Linked DNA regions of Gadus morhua: region 2 is linked to region 1. Evidence: chromatin contacts called from public Hi-C data. All regions are on one chromosome and are shown on one strand. Each heading gives the region's core, a stretch centred on a gene start, on an enhancer-like site or on the middle of the called end of the contact. The rest is flanking DNA. Distances are from core to core; before and after follow the strand shown. Region 1 holds the start of pdgfra (platelet-derived growth factor receptor, alpha polypeptide). Region 2 holds the start of fip1l1a (FIP1 like 1a (S. cerevisiae)).

The links. Hi-C and Micro-C count contacts between places; a contact is called where the count stands out from the background.
Region 2: a contact with region 1 is called in a Hi-C map of gill, with 4 times the contacts expected there. The contact joins the promoter of fip1l1a here to the promoter of pdgfra in region 1. A contact is called at or near these places in 2 of 6 Hi-C or Micro-C datasets (gill and heart).

What each region holds. Positions count from the first base shown.
Region 1 is chr12:4,543,130-4,550,390 of gadMor3.0, reverse strand. It overlaps pdgfra (platelet-derived growth factor receptor, alpha polypeptide), which reads left to right and starts at 2,390. Exons shown (of 29, transcript XM_030372728.1): 1 at 2,390-2,639; 2 at 4,991-5,073; 3 at 5,177-5,464; 4 at 5,640-5,909; 5 at 6,847-6,986. The coding sequence starts at 5,016.
Region 2 is chr12:4,688,508-4,695,768 of gadMor3.0, reverse strand. It overlaps fip1l1a (FIP1 like 1a (S. cerevisiae)), which reads left to right and starts at 3,259. Exons shown (of 13, transcript XM_030372876.1): 1 at 3,259-3,456; 2 at 3,850-3,895; 3 at 4,353-4,407; 4 at 4,527-4,648; 5 at 5,543-5,610; 6 at 5,712-5,801; 7 at 5,960-6,081; 8 at 6,503-6,588. The coding sequence starts at 3,396. It overlaps scfd2 (sec1 family domain containing 2), which reads right to left and starts at 2,911. Exons shown (of 9, transcript XM_030372615.1): 1 at 1,973-2,911; 2 at 1,722-1,890. The coding sequence starts at 2,786.

The DNA.
Region 1 (7,261 bases), core at 1,141-3,640:
CTGTCTGACTTTAAACCCTACTCACTCCTTAATGATCTGTATCTGTACTCACAGTCTAACCCCTATACCTGCTCATAAATGACCTGTCTCTGTACTCACTAACCGCTACCTGCTCCTAAATAGCCTGTCTTTGTTTTAACTATCCAACCACCGTCCTGCTTCTCCATGATCTGTCTCTGTCTAACCCCTGCTCTTTAACAACCTTTCTCTGTATATACCTTTTAACCCCTACCTGCTCCTCAAAAACCTGTTTCTATACTAACTATCTGACCCTACGCTTCTTAATGACCCGTCTCTGTGCATACTGTCTAACCCCTACCTGCTTCTTAATGACTTGTCTCTGTACATACTGTCTAGATCCTACCTGCTTCATAATGACCTGTTACTGTACATACTGTCTAGATCGTACCTGCTCCTCAATGACCTGTCTCTATACGACCTATCTGACCCATACATGCTCCTTAATGATATGTCCATACTATAGACATATCATTAAGAAGCAGAGAGTAGACAATATAGTCTATACTGTCTAACCTCTTCCTGCTTCTTAATGACCTGTCTCTGTATATATGACCCCTACCTGCTCCTCAATGACCTTTCTCTATACTCACTATCTGACCCATACATGCTTCTTAACGATCAGTATTTGTACTGTCTAACCCTACCTGCTCCTCAATGACCCGTCTCTGTTTCCACTGTCCAAACCTTTGTTGCTCCTGACATTCCTGTTTCTGCAGTCAGTGTCTACCCCATATATGCTCTTTCATGATCTGTCTGTTTTCACTTTCTGAATTATACATCCATGTTCTGTAGGGTTGGTCATTTTTTGCAGTTGACGGTTGGATTTCTTTAGGCTAAGAATAGGCCTACAACATAGTTTTATCTGTTCTATGGATCTTGATTTTTTTTTGTGGGAGTCACATTTGAAGTCAATATAAAGCCTATGAATTGCGCATTTACAGAGGATAGCCATGTTCTATTGTGCTAAATTGCGCCCCCTGGTGGCCGAAGACGGTCATACTTTAGGTCCACTATTGGCTGTGGACGTTGCAGTGTCCTCCTCTAACGTTGTGCAATATATTTAACGCAACACACCCGAGCATTGAAGTGTCACTTGATACAAAGAGAGGATATAAAGTGTATGCCTCACGTTTAATCCCTTTTAATTAAGCGGAAGCGCCCATCTTTTGTTTCTTTGTTCTTGCGAGGCTTCTTCCCTTTATAATTATTGCTACTGCCTGTTTTATGACTCTTCAACACGTCAATACATGTCTTGACTTCCATCGAATATAGCGCCAAGGCGTGGATATAGTTACCATTTCGCCTGTCCTTACATTAGTGGCTGAAGAGCACCACACAAAAAGAGAAACCCTGAAAAAGCCTGCAGGCTGACGGTTGGGCTTAACGGCTAAAGTTAGAGGTCCTTTGTTTGGAGAACAAGGGACGCTGTTCTTTTCGCGCTTGCTCCGAGGGAACATGTGGAAGTGATTGTGCCTATCGGCTGGAGCGCTGTTTCTCGGGCTGCCAAGCGCTGAGCCTCCGGGGGAAACCTCGCTCGGATACCCCGCTTCACTGCCCCGAGATAGGTGACTCCTAATGAGCCATTATTCTGCCCACCCCTCGGTCCGACAGGTCAACCCCAGGCTACGAGATCTTGGGACTTATTGAATAGTAGACGGTCTATGTGGATAAACAGCTGACACACCTGCACCAACACGTAAGGGACCGTGCACACACGTACACGTACACGTACACGTACACACACACACACACACACACACACACGTGCACACACACGCACACACACACACACACACACACGTGCACACACACGCACACACACACACAGGCACACACGCGCGCGCGCACACACACGCACACGCACATACACCCTCTCTCTCTGTTCAGAGAGAGAGCATCACCAGTAGATATAAGATGGTGTTGGAGCGCCCTCTATGAGTTTGTAGATATCTTTGTGGTTTTAAAAAAACAACCTTTTCACATCATGTGGCCTGCAGGCAAAAAACGAATACTTAGGTATGCATATTTGGAGGAAACGTTAAAAGAGAATAGCGCTTTTCGGTTGGCAAGATAGATATTCATGTTAGGGATGTTTAATAAGGGCCAATCAAACTTCATCATGGGCTTAAAACTAAAGATTGTTATCCAGAAAAAAGTCTTAGTTGAAAAATAAAAGGAAAACATATCTGTATGGAAATAAATACAACAAATGTTAATCTAATTTCAAACGACCAACTCGAAACGCTGCTGTTACTTTTTCTGAACGAGACTCTTATTTTGAAGGGAACCTCTGCGCTTGATGGGAGTAGAGGAGGAGAGGAGGGGGGCATTTCCTGCGAGTTATTTACTTTGAGCCAGATGATTAGTTTTTTTGGGGGGGAGGAGGAGTATGGACTGTAACATTGAATCAATTACAGGTCGCTGTAGCCCAGGCGCATTCAGAAACGCGGCTGTGGAAGTGGACGGAGCGGCGCACGTATGCTCGCTCTGCCGGCGAACAAACCACTTCTCCGGACACATACTGCACCTTGGACCGTTCCCTCCTGGAGCCTTTACGCTCCCGATGCGCATTGGATGTAATTAATCGAAAGGAATATAAAACCCTGGGATTGTAAAAGGTAATAGAATGGTTTGAATCTTGATCATCACCACTTGAGATCATTTAATGTAGTAACAAATGTAAGCTGTGTTGGCGCCCATTAATTGAGGGTGTGGGACTTGTTTTTTTTAATGTCAATTAAAAAATATATATATCCCAAAATAAAACAAACTTAACCTCATGAAATAGATAAAGTTAAATTACCACCACTTAAAATAACAAAGCGTTTTTTTCCCATAATTTGGAATCAGTTGAAAATCTGGTTGATTCCCTGCAAAAAAAGTTATTCCTCCCATGGAACTGGACCTGGGATGCCCACTCCGTTTCAGTTTCTGCAACACGTTATCGGGCGATAGGGATGATAGGAATTCTTGCTTATCGTCCACCATATGGTCTCACCTCCGGGGGCCTAGCGGGCAGACGTGGCTCCCTTGGCTGAATGAAAGTGCTTCTTTTCGGCCTCACAGCTGGAGGTGTCACCTCGCGGACTGAAGCGCTATTGTGGAGATGCCTGACACTTAATGGAAAACACATTGGAGAAAACCTATTCCTTTTTTTTCTACCAATTTTTTCTTCGCCTGCTCATGGAATGCTTTAAAAAAGGAATATCTGCATCGCAATGATTCGAGGCTGCGGAACAGAAAGTGGCAAAAGGAAAGAAACTTTTGCATATGGGCAAACTGCTTTCTTCCAGAGTCACAACTTTTGAAGCACTATGCCGATGGATACAGGAGAAACGGCACGCGTATAGCGTAACTATATATTTAGTTTCTTCATTCTGCTGTTATAATTGACTTATTTTGTAATCGTCCAGAGGCGCTTCAAAAAAAAGTCAAGAGTCAAAGGTTTTAATGAGTGAGGGCTCATTAGGGATCCACTCCCCCGCTGTGTGGGAAAGACATGGCTCAGAAGAGAAGATTGATGATCATCTATAATCAATTAATCGATTCAGTACACACATGTGTGTGCCTGCTATTAAGCAATTGAACATCGTATTTTGTGCAAAATCAGAACAGGAGAGAGTATAGAGTAAACAGTGGGGCCACATTCCTTCAGTCTAGCGCACGAGCCTTAGACGAATAGAGCGACATGGAGACTGGGAATGACTTTTCGCTGAAATCTCATTTCGAAATGATGTGCTTACAAAGAGTTGTGTTGACACCCTGGCCAAAGTTGGTCTGCAATGTCTGGAGATTCTCAAGCGAATAATACTTTGTTGTGTAAGCGCGCGCGAGTGTGTTTGTGCGCGCGCGCTCGCGCGTGGAGGGCGTCCACTAATTATACTCTTGCTAAACCCAGGTTGGCACGGTAATTAGCCTGTCCTGTCTCGGATGAACTGAAGCCACAAAACACTTTGTCAGGGCAAACGGTTTATGGAATTATTTGGAAAAAGGGCCATTGTTCGATGGATTTCCCATAAAATCCATATTGGACAAAGCGCACAAGAGACATGATGATTTCAAAGGAGAAAGGAAAATAAAAGACATGAAAACAGAGGTGCGGAGAGACTGTTTCAACTTCAGGGTAATGGTTATTAAGCAAGAGTTGAAGAGGCAGTTGGGGAAGTTTGGATGAACTCTTACAGCAGTGTGCTACCCAGTTATCCAGTGTGCTGGTTGGGTTGTTTCGCTCTTATTCATTTGTTCCCGGACAGATAACAGATAAATGAGCGTCACTGGACAACATCTATGGTCAAACGGACCATGATGGAACCAGTTCGATGTGTTTGTTGTTGTTTTTGAGAAATTCGATTTAAATTGAAAACGAGATACACTTTATATATTGGCCCTTGTTTTTCTGCGCGAATGCAATCCCCTTATATTAGACCATATCCTAAAGAAATTACGTAGCCTATATAGGTAGGCTACTATAAATGTTATTAGCATTTATAGTAAAGATATTTGTTTTTATAGTAGATCCACTATCGATCGTGGTAGTTAATGTTGAAACCGTTTTTTGTTGAAGCAATTTAGTTGGCCTATTCTTGTTTGAAATTTACAGAAAAGGACTGTAAAAAAAAATATGCGGAGACGAAACCGTCACGACGCAGTCATAAAGCGGACTATGTCGCCACCTAGCGGCCAACGTTTGAGGGGCATACCCAACCGAACTGGAACTTGGCACCATTCGAAAAAGAATAAAAATAAAGTTCACTCCATCTGCCTATCCCGAATATTCCCCTGATGTGCAGCAAGAAATCAACGCCCTTATACTCAAAATCACACTGAAACACCCCAACTTTTACTGAAAACCTGCCTCACAACACATAACTGATCAATGTGGTTGGATGAGCTTGGAATCCGTCACGTAAACTATAGGACGCAAGTGTTTACCGAACCAATGAGTGAGACATGTGCTTTTCATTTACAGGACGACCCAAAAACTAACAACGGTCATGGCCGGAATGAAGAGATTCCTTACATTTGGAGTTGTCTTGCTGGGCGTCATATCAGGTAAGGACACAATATTTAGCGATGAACTAACGCGCTTTTTAAATTTACGTTTATTACGTTATTTAGCTTGCTGCACATTTTCATCCAACGTTTCCTTTTGCAGCTTCCTGCGGACGCTCCACGCCGACCATCGATTCCAAGGAAGTCGAGTTCGTTCTCTCGCCTCTCTCCACGTTCAACATCAGCTGCATAGGCGAGAACGTGATCTGGGCCGAGCCTCTGCCCCGAAACACCTTCGTCTTCGCGGGCTCCGACTCGTCAACGCTCGTCATCTCTAACGCGTCCGTGGAGCATACGGGAACCTACACCTGTCAGAACCAAGATCCCGACGACCGACCTGTTGACGAGGACGAAGAACTCAACGAGGCCGTTATTTACGTTTTTGTCGCAGGTGAAGAATAATTGTCACGCGATTTTATTTCATTGGTTTAACTAGAGTTGTACCTATTTTATTGGGAATACACATGGGAATAGTTTTTTTTAATGGGAGGTTCTTGTGTGGCAAAGTTCTGGATGTTGGCGTTCCGAGCTGGTGCTTGATCGTTTGATCGTCATTCCACGTCCAGACCCAGAGGTCCCGTTCGTCCCGGAGGAAGCGGCGAACCTCATGGTGTTCCCGATCATCGGCAACGGCGTCTTCATCCCCTGCCGCGTCTCGAACCCCTACTCTCACGTGACGCTGAATGGAGTCCCGGGTGGCCAGGAGATTCCCGCTCTGTACGACAACAAAATGGGCTTCTTCAGCAACATGCCGGTGGGCCAGTACCGGTGTGAGACCACCGCGGCGGACGGCCGTACGGTCCACAGCGAGACGTACACCGTGGAGAACCTCAAAGGTGAATTTGACGTTTGCCTTTATTTCTTTTCTTTTTTTCCTACCTCCATCATGGAATTAGTCTGCAAATATTAAAGAGCTCATATATGTTTTGATCATGTCGTGACCTAACCTATTCACAAGTTTGACTGGAGAAGAGCTTTGACCTTGATAAAGTGTGGGTGAGGGTCCTTTTCCCTTACCAAAGTAAGGGAAAACCTCCCAACCGCAGGAAAACCAAACTGCGGTAGAAGGTGTCGCGTTGTGACTTCATAGCCCAGACTTTATAGCGAGTCTAATGAGACTAGTAAGGAAGTTCTGGACAATCTGGACACAGCTTGTAACAGTCACTTCTTGCTTTGACCAATCAGAGAGCTCAATGGTGATCTAAGGTGTGACATCATGTCATTATCACCGTGGGAGATGACCACATGGGTAACATGCCGGGCATATGTGTGTATGTGCACACACACACATGGGATAATGTAATGATGTCATGAAAAACACATTTGTAAGAAAAAGAGAGCGAGATAATGGTAAAGAGAAATATATGTATATATATATATATAGAGAGAGAGAGAGAGAGAGAGAGAGAGAGAGAGAGAGAGAGAGAGAGAGAGAGAGAGAGAGAGAGAGAGAGAGAGAGAGAGAGAGAGAGAGAGAGAGAGAGAGAGAGAGTGAAATAGGAGAGAAATAATACATGAAGAAAGAGAAGCAGAGAGAGTGAGTGAAGGAAAGAGAGAGAGAGAACTGAGGTCATGGTTGTGGTCAATCGAGAGATGACTGTGCTTACATCTGTCTGGCTTTTTGTGTGTGTGTGTGTGTGCGTGTGTGTGCGTATGTGTGTGCGTGAGTGTGTGTGTGTGTGTGTGTGTGTGTGTGTGTGTGTGTGTGTGTGTGTGTGTGTGTGTGTGTGTGTGTGTGTGTGTGTGTGTGTGTGTGTGTGTGTGTGTGTGCTGAAAAAGAAGAGAGTGAGGACTTCCACGTGGAGGTGATTGCCAGTGAAGAGGCGGTCAGGGCCGGCCAGCCCTTCAACATCACCTGTTTGGCCCCTGAGGGCCCCCTCTATGTGCAGAACTGGCTCCACCCCACGAGACAGGTACTGAAGAACAGCCTCCATGTCTGTTACCATGTCTCTCTCTCTCTATTGCGCTCCCTCTCTTTCTCTCTCTTTTGCTCTCTCTCCATTTCTCTCCCTCCATATTTTTCTACATCTCTCTCTCTCTCTTTCTCTCACACATACAGATTTCTATCTCCACCTCACTCACTCTCTCCCTCTCTTTCCCCTCTCTTTATCTATCTCTCACACACAAATAATTATACCTCCACCTCACTCAGTCTCTCTCTTACTCTCTCACTCACTATCACAGACGC
Region 2 (7,261 bases), core at 2,010-4,509, 140 kb before region 1:
ATAAATTAATTGCATGTTTTAGATTATTTCTGATTATGATTCTAATTTTGAACAATATTTTAGTAAGAAAGACGATAACCTGTGATTGCGAAATATTAATCACTTGCTAATACTAACAAACACAAAACTCATGAAAACTAAAAATAATCAACTCTTTGCATTACAAAAGGTTGTTTCCAATATCTTTGAGGGGAATACATTGATAGTTGGCTGATTATTCCGTTGACCATTGTTTTACAATATACAACGCTATCCTACCTCCAAAGTCCTTAGCCATCTCATGTTTCCCTTTCCGTTGATGCAATAGTTAGACACACGCACACACACACACACACAAACACACTCACACACACACACACACACAAGGAAGCCTTGGTAAAAGTATTTTCTTGATAGTGTCTCTAAGGAATAACAGGAGGAATGGAGCACACGATCTGTGCATAGTGGTGGACTATCATTCAGACCAAATCAGGCGTTGCGGTGAAAACACCAGTTCAACGCTTAATTGTCATGGTGCTAGTGTGTTTAATCTGTGGCGCAGGGGGCATCATGCTGTTGCGGAAAAAGACGCAGCGGCCTGTAGCGAAAATTGTAAACAGAATCAACCTTTGGAAAAAATGCAACCCGACGTCACGTTGCAGTGGCCAATCACGTAAGCTGGCCGTCAAACCAAAAGATGCCCAAGGGAAGTAAAACCTTGTTAACCACCTAAAGTTAGCAGTGTAGCATACCAATGTATACCAAACAACTGTGAAGTTGGAAGAGAGACTGATCGCTACCGTTTTGTCCTTTTCAGCCCTGTACAGCCCTGCCATTAGGGTTGTTGTGGTGAGGTGGTTAAGGTTCACAACATGACGTCACACAAATGAGCCATGAAGTGACCCTCCCACAGCGCCGCAGCAGTTTGCGCTAATCGCCGCAAATGCTTGATTTGTTCTGAATGAGCCCGAGCACGTGCAACCACCATCACACTCAGAGCTGCCCCATCTCCTTGGCCCCTGCCACTAGTCACAGCCCACTAAACCCTAATACCTAGTACTGTCTGCACCTCCTTGGATGCAGTGTTACTCCAACACAAGGTCTCATGACACAGTCTGTTCCTGCTCGCTCTCCGGGAACCACCAATGTTCTCCTTATAATGTATAAACAGATACGCGTCAAGGTGTTTCAAATCATCAGACAGAAAAACAGCAGTCTTAGATAGAATTTTCACAAATTCTACAGTATTGTATTTTGAGACTGTAGTCAACTCACATGACCAAAACTAACAACAATGGGGTGCGGAAGGGGGGGTTCACCACAGACAATTCCGATTGAAGGGCTCACCCACTGAATATTCATATTTTGTGGCAGGAGGGACAGTTTGGAACAGTAGTTGAATTGATGACATATGGACTTATGGAGTTATGTATCCAGGTCCTTTAATACCGTATCATATAATCATATAATAAAGCAACTTCAACCTGAATTTGTTGGCAGTTTGGAGATATAATGACCAGCTCTTCTATTTGCTTTACTTCTCAATTGCTTAATGTCTGCCTCAATCCAAATGTCTACCATCTCAAAATGTATTCTTGTTCCCACTGGGTTTTCTGGCTTAGTGTTTGTTGGTTTACTCAGATCTGAACGAGGGTCTGTGATTGTGATTAATGAAAATGTGTTAAAAACCTTGAAGAAATGGGTTTCCCTGCATGTGTTTAGTGATGGGATGTCTCACTCACGGGGTCTGAGCCAGACAGCCGGGAGCCACGGTTCCCTGAGAGAGCTTGTTACTATGGAGACTGGTCAGTTCCATCATGTCCACCTGGATGTCCGTGGCGTGACCCGGTAGGAGATCAAGAACTGTCAGAATCTTCTCCACCAGGTTGTCGCCGTGGTGACCAACAGCGCCTGGAGAGAATAAAGACATTTGAGGACGAAAGATAAACTACAGATTAGAAAAGACAGAAATCTGTCATCTATAAGACTTCACCTGTTAGATCCATGGTTCTGTCAACAAAGATAATTGAAGCTTTATTGGGGGCTGTTTTTCGACGGTTTTTCGCCTGGGAGTGGTTGGTGAGTTCCGCCGCGATGAGGCGACTCATGGGACCAACGGCGAAGCTCTCTTCCCTCGTACAGGTGGTCTCAAACAGGGAGTTCAGGGCAGAGGCGAGGGACTTTATCTCTATCTGTAGATTCGTGGGCAGTGAGGACATGTCCACGTCGCTGATGTTGCCAAACCGCTTCTTCTCTGGACGTTTGGCATTAATCAACTCTAGGTCAGGAGGAAGCAAGGGGAACAGGTGGGCGAAGGCTGGGGCCAGGAGGAGCTGCTGGGAGACGGGAGCGAAGACCACTGGGGCTTGCATCACCTCAGCCGTGTAGTTCATGTTGCCCATCCATTCACAGAGCTTCTCTTCCAGCTGCTCAAACACAGGCTTTCCTTCCAACTCGACACTAACGTTGTTAGCAAGCAGGTGAACAGAATGGGCAACGGTGGTGAACACAACGCAATACTGAAAGTGACTAAGGGATATGATGTCTTTGATAATGTCGACTGTTCTACCTTTCAGCAATGTGCTCACCACAAATACAGCCTTTGGTTCGTTTTCCCCACTGGACTCAAAGCTGGAAAACTGTTTAACATTAAGGGCTCCTGCTTCAAACAAAGTGATAGCACCGCCGTTCCAGTGGAGACTCTCGGCACACTTGTCGTCCATAAACACAACAGCTCTCTTCACTTTCGCAAGCACTTTCTCCCACATCTGACCGGGGAACATGGTGAACTGCTCGGTGGTCGACATTTTAATTTTTCTGTTATTGTGTCCCACACGACGAAATCCCAAAACACGTAATTTATGTCAAATGAACTGCATTCCAAAACAATAACACATGAGAGTCTCGCCGTGGTGACGTGTCCGCTTCTCGTCGCGACAGATGTACGTCATTGGTTTGAAAACGCCCAACGAGTTGTCACTCAATCCAGACTCATACCTTAGCTGTGATTCAGACCAACTGATAATACTGATAATCAGGTCAATATTTTCCCATAAATTATACTCATATGATGCAGCTATATAAAAATATTTATTATTATTATCATTATTATATCCATCACACCAGAATTTCCTGATTTTTATTAAAACATGAACGTAAATCATGAAATGGGTGAATATAAAGACTTCATTCGACTGATGTTCATTGTGTCACTTTAGGTAAACTGTTAAACGACTGTTGCACTCCCTCGTCCCCATAGAAACACGGCGTTAACTGTCAAATCGCTCATGTTGCGCTAAACTCTTGATTGACCTCTTAATCCGTTTTGGTTTATTTTGATCAAGAACATAATTAACGATTGTTAATCTAACAATCGTCAAACAATACACATCAAAACATAACATTTTGATTTTACAATGTCCGAATTGGATTTGGACAACATGTGGGAGGAGGAAGAGGATGGATGGCTGTATGAAGGTGAGTTCTGAAGTTGAACCCACCTGCTGCTTTTTGCATAAGAAAATATGGTCGGGGCAGAGAAAGTCATCATGTCCAGCTGACAGCTGTTGCCACACCGACCACATGGAGGCAAAAGGTTCCTCAGTTATGCAAAACAGCATGCAAACAAAGCAACAGAAAAATCAACGTTTATTTAGAAGTTCGGGAGAAGCAAGGACACATGTACTATATTCTATACTTCATACATTCAAAGGTTTCTTTGGCTGTAAAACCAAATTGCAAAGTACCAATCGTGACTGACTGGACCTATTGTTATTTCACACTGACACTTCACAAATTTGTATTGACTTATATCGGTAGGCCTACATAAGACAAAGATTCAATCAAACTCTTATTGCCCTTCTCCCATAGGAATTGAAACCAGGGATAATACAGGTGAAATGGAAATAATATACTGGTATGTTCCTATCTGCAACCCTCTGTCTACCTAATGAATTCTCACTTCAAATATAATCACATCTCAAGTGAATGTTTTTGATATTAGTTGGACCCATCATCGGTGCTTGGAGAAAACGGCTTTCTTTTCCGTTCCCACGCTAACCAATCATGATATATCTGAGCTTGTGGCTTACCATCAACAGTTAAATTCCAGGCTTTCTTCCCTGACTCCATTCTCTAGCTGCACATATTATGCAACATAGAATTATAAATTCAAATTGACCTTTTGGTTCTTTTAATTAAAGATGTTCTGCAGTAATAAAGCGACCAGTCCTATAATTCCTTGCAGTAATTAAAGTTCTAGACGTGATTATGCTCTGAGTTATTTGAGTATGAACACCCGACCAGAGCCTATCTCAACCGATCCTAACTTTTTACTATATTATTTTATACTTTTATTGATATTTTATGTACAGCACAGCCACAGCACATGAAACTGCAAAGGATCATGGGGGTGAGATGGAAACGCAGGTACTGTGCACATATAACCCATAACTTGCAATCTAATTACATTGTATCGACCGTTGTTGAGCTTATAGCATTACCTCCGTCTACGTGTTGTTTGTGTGTTGTGTTCCTGTCTTCATAAGAATGCAGAGGGAGACAACCCAGAGGAAGACAGCAACCAAGATAATGAAGATGATGATGATGACGATAATGATGTTTGTGTCACCATAGGAACCATAAATGCAGGAGCCTCATCGTTATGCACGTGGGTTGAACAGCATGGTTCTGGCTTTCCTGTTCTATCTGTGTGTTCTATCTATCTATCTATCTATCTATCTATCTATCTATCTATCTATCTACCTACCTACCTACCTACCTACCTACCTACCTACCTACCTACCTACCTACCTACCTATCCTCTCTCTCTCTCTCTCTCTCTCTCTCTCTCTCTCTCTCTCTCTCTCTCTCTCTCTCTCTCTCTCTCTCTCTCTCTCTCTCTCTCTCTCTCTCTCTCTCTCTCTCTCTCTCTCTCTCTCTCTCTCTTGTTCTCTCTTTCACTATCTATTTATCTGTTCATACTCTACCCGAAAGGAAGAATTTGCAGAAATCAAAACAAACTCCTTCCTGCCTGAGAGCATTAGGGCAACGGCGTGTTTCCATATTCCTGATATTGTTCCTGATGTATGAGATGTGATGTGTTGTGATGGGTTGTGATTTATTCTCACTGAGAATCCCATCGGGTGTCGTCCGTGCACAGGGGTTTCAATTCACAACCCACGCACTCTGCAATGTCATCTCATACGCACCAACGGTTTCTCTACCAGTGTTGTGATAACCATACGGCAAAGGTGTCACATGTTGTAGATTTTACAGGTTTCCCCTTTTATCACCCTTCTCGAAAGAATGACAGACCAAGGGCTGTCATTTTCACTCTTGCATTAATGTTTACATAAAATGACATGCATAAACAATGCCTATTTATGTTACTTTTACCAAACAACCAAGAAACTTATCTTGTAATATATGTAATATAAGAAAGGGTCATCTGAAAGGGTCTTGCTGTTGGATATTTATATTCTCTGATTGATTTGTTTGACTGACTGATTTGGTGTATTCACGACATTTAACTATATATTCCTTATTTTGTGTGTCTTCGCAGCATAAAATCTCACGGAATTCGATCCACATCTTTGACTGTTGGATCTGGGGGAAGGCCCAATCCTATAGGTACACTGTACTTAGTGTATTCTCAACTCCCACACCCAAACTGCCATCTTTCTGACCAACCACTACTACTACTGTCCTTTGTCTCCTAATTGTCATCAAAGCCAAGGCTCTGGACCTGAACGCCCTGGGCGACGTCCAGGGAATCCCCTTGCTGTGGGTGGACATCGAGGAGAAACCGTGGAGGAAACCGGGTGAGCAGTAGGTCTCCCCTCTTTCTGCTGGTCTTGTGTTGTCCCCCCCTACGGGTTCTACTTTGGTTTAATTCAGTTGTTCTGTTGATCCTGCCTGGGTTTTTTATGGGTCTATTGGGTCCGTTTTGGCATTAAAACACCAGGTTGCTCTTGTGCAGGTGCCGACATTTCAGAATACTTTAACTACGGCTTTAATGAGGACACCTGGAAGGCCTACTGTGGGAAACAGAGGAGAATCAGAGGAGGTTGGGAGAACTTCTCTGCTTCTTCCAGAATGAAGGTATGGACGAAGTTTGTCTCTGCAACGTGCTGGCGTACAGTAGGGCTTAGCTCAGGGTGTGAGATGGGATCTAGTTTAGGACCTGAATTGTAACGTAAGTTGCAGTGTATGCTACAATTTCTTAGCAAAATTGTTGTAAACTATTGGTGGTTGAGCGGTTACCTGTAGATACTGATGGCTGTTATCTCCACAACATTTTTCTATTTTCAGTAGTGTGGGATGTAAAATGTGCTTGTTTGCTTCAGAATTTAGAAAACATTTAGCAGACATGTATTATCACTCAACATGGAGTGACTGTAATTGAAGCAAGGAAGTACTCTAGGAAGTACATTATTTGAATTCCTGTACAAATCAGTGAATTCAAAAGGTGCAAGAGGAGCGTCATTGATATAATAATCCCTTGTATTGTAATTCCACTCAGGTCCAGAGGGGGCGTACAGACCCAGCAAACAAAGAATTCCTGTTTGATCGTCCCTCATTATGCTCTGTATACCAACCAGATCTGAGGTGGGTAACACACTGACATCAACTGGTCCCATCCAGTCTCTTTCCATCCTTCTGTCTCTGTCACTATGTCTGTCTCTGTGGTTGTAAAAGTACCGGTAATAATAATAATAATAATTGATCAGTTTATTATAGCGCTTTTCTAAATACTCAAAAACGCTTTATAAATAAGAAAGGAATACATACAGACAGTACAGACGATCACACAAAAGGGAAAAAAAATAAACAACACCACAACAATATGCAACACATTAAGAGAGTGGGAGAGAGTGGAAGATGGCGGAGGATGATTTGTCAAATGTTGTAGGTGGTCCTGAAGAGATAGGTTTTAAGTCGACTTTTGAATGAACAGAGTGTATCAGAGTTTCGGATGGCCAGAAGGAGGGAGTTCCAGAGGGTAGGGGCGGCGATAGCGAAGGCTCCATGAGTATGTCTATCTATCTGTCCTCAAGCTAGTCTGGAGTTCAAGGCCCAGTACTGCTGTCATGTGATCTGTTGTTTTGTATTGATGGTACATAATATATTATCAATATCTGTTAAGCTTCTGGTTTTGTTTGAAAGAAAACACAATTTAAGAGAAATATCATGAACTGAATGTCTTAATTCGATTGCAATCGATAATGGTTGACGTCATACAGGATATACATCCATGCTTCCCCCACCACAACTCCTCCTT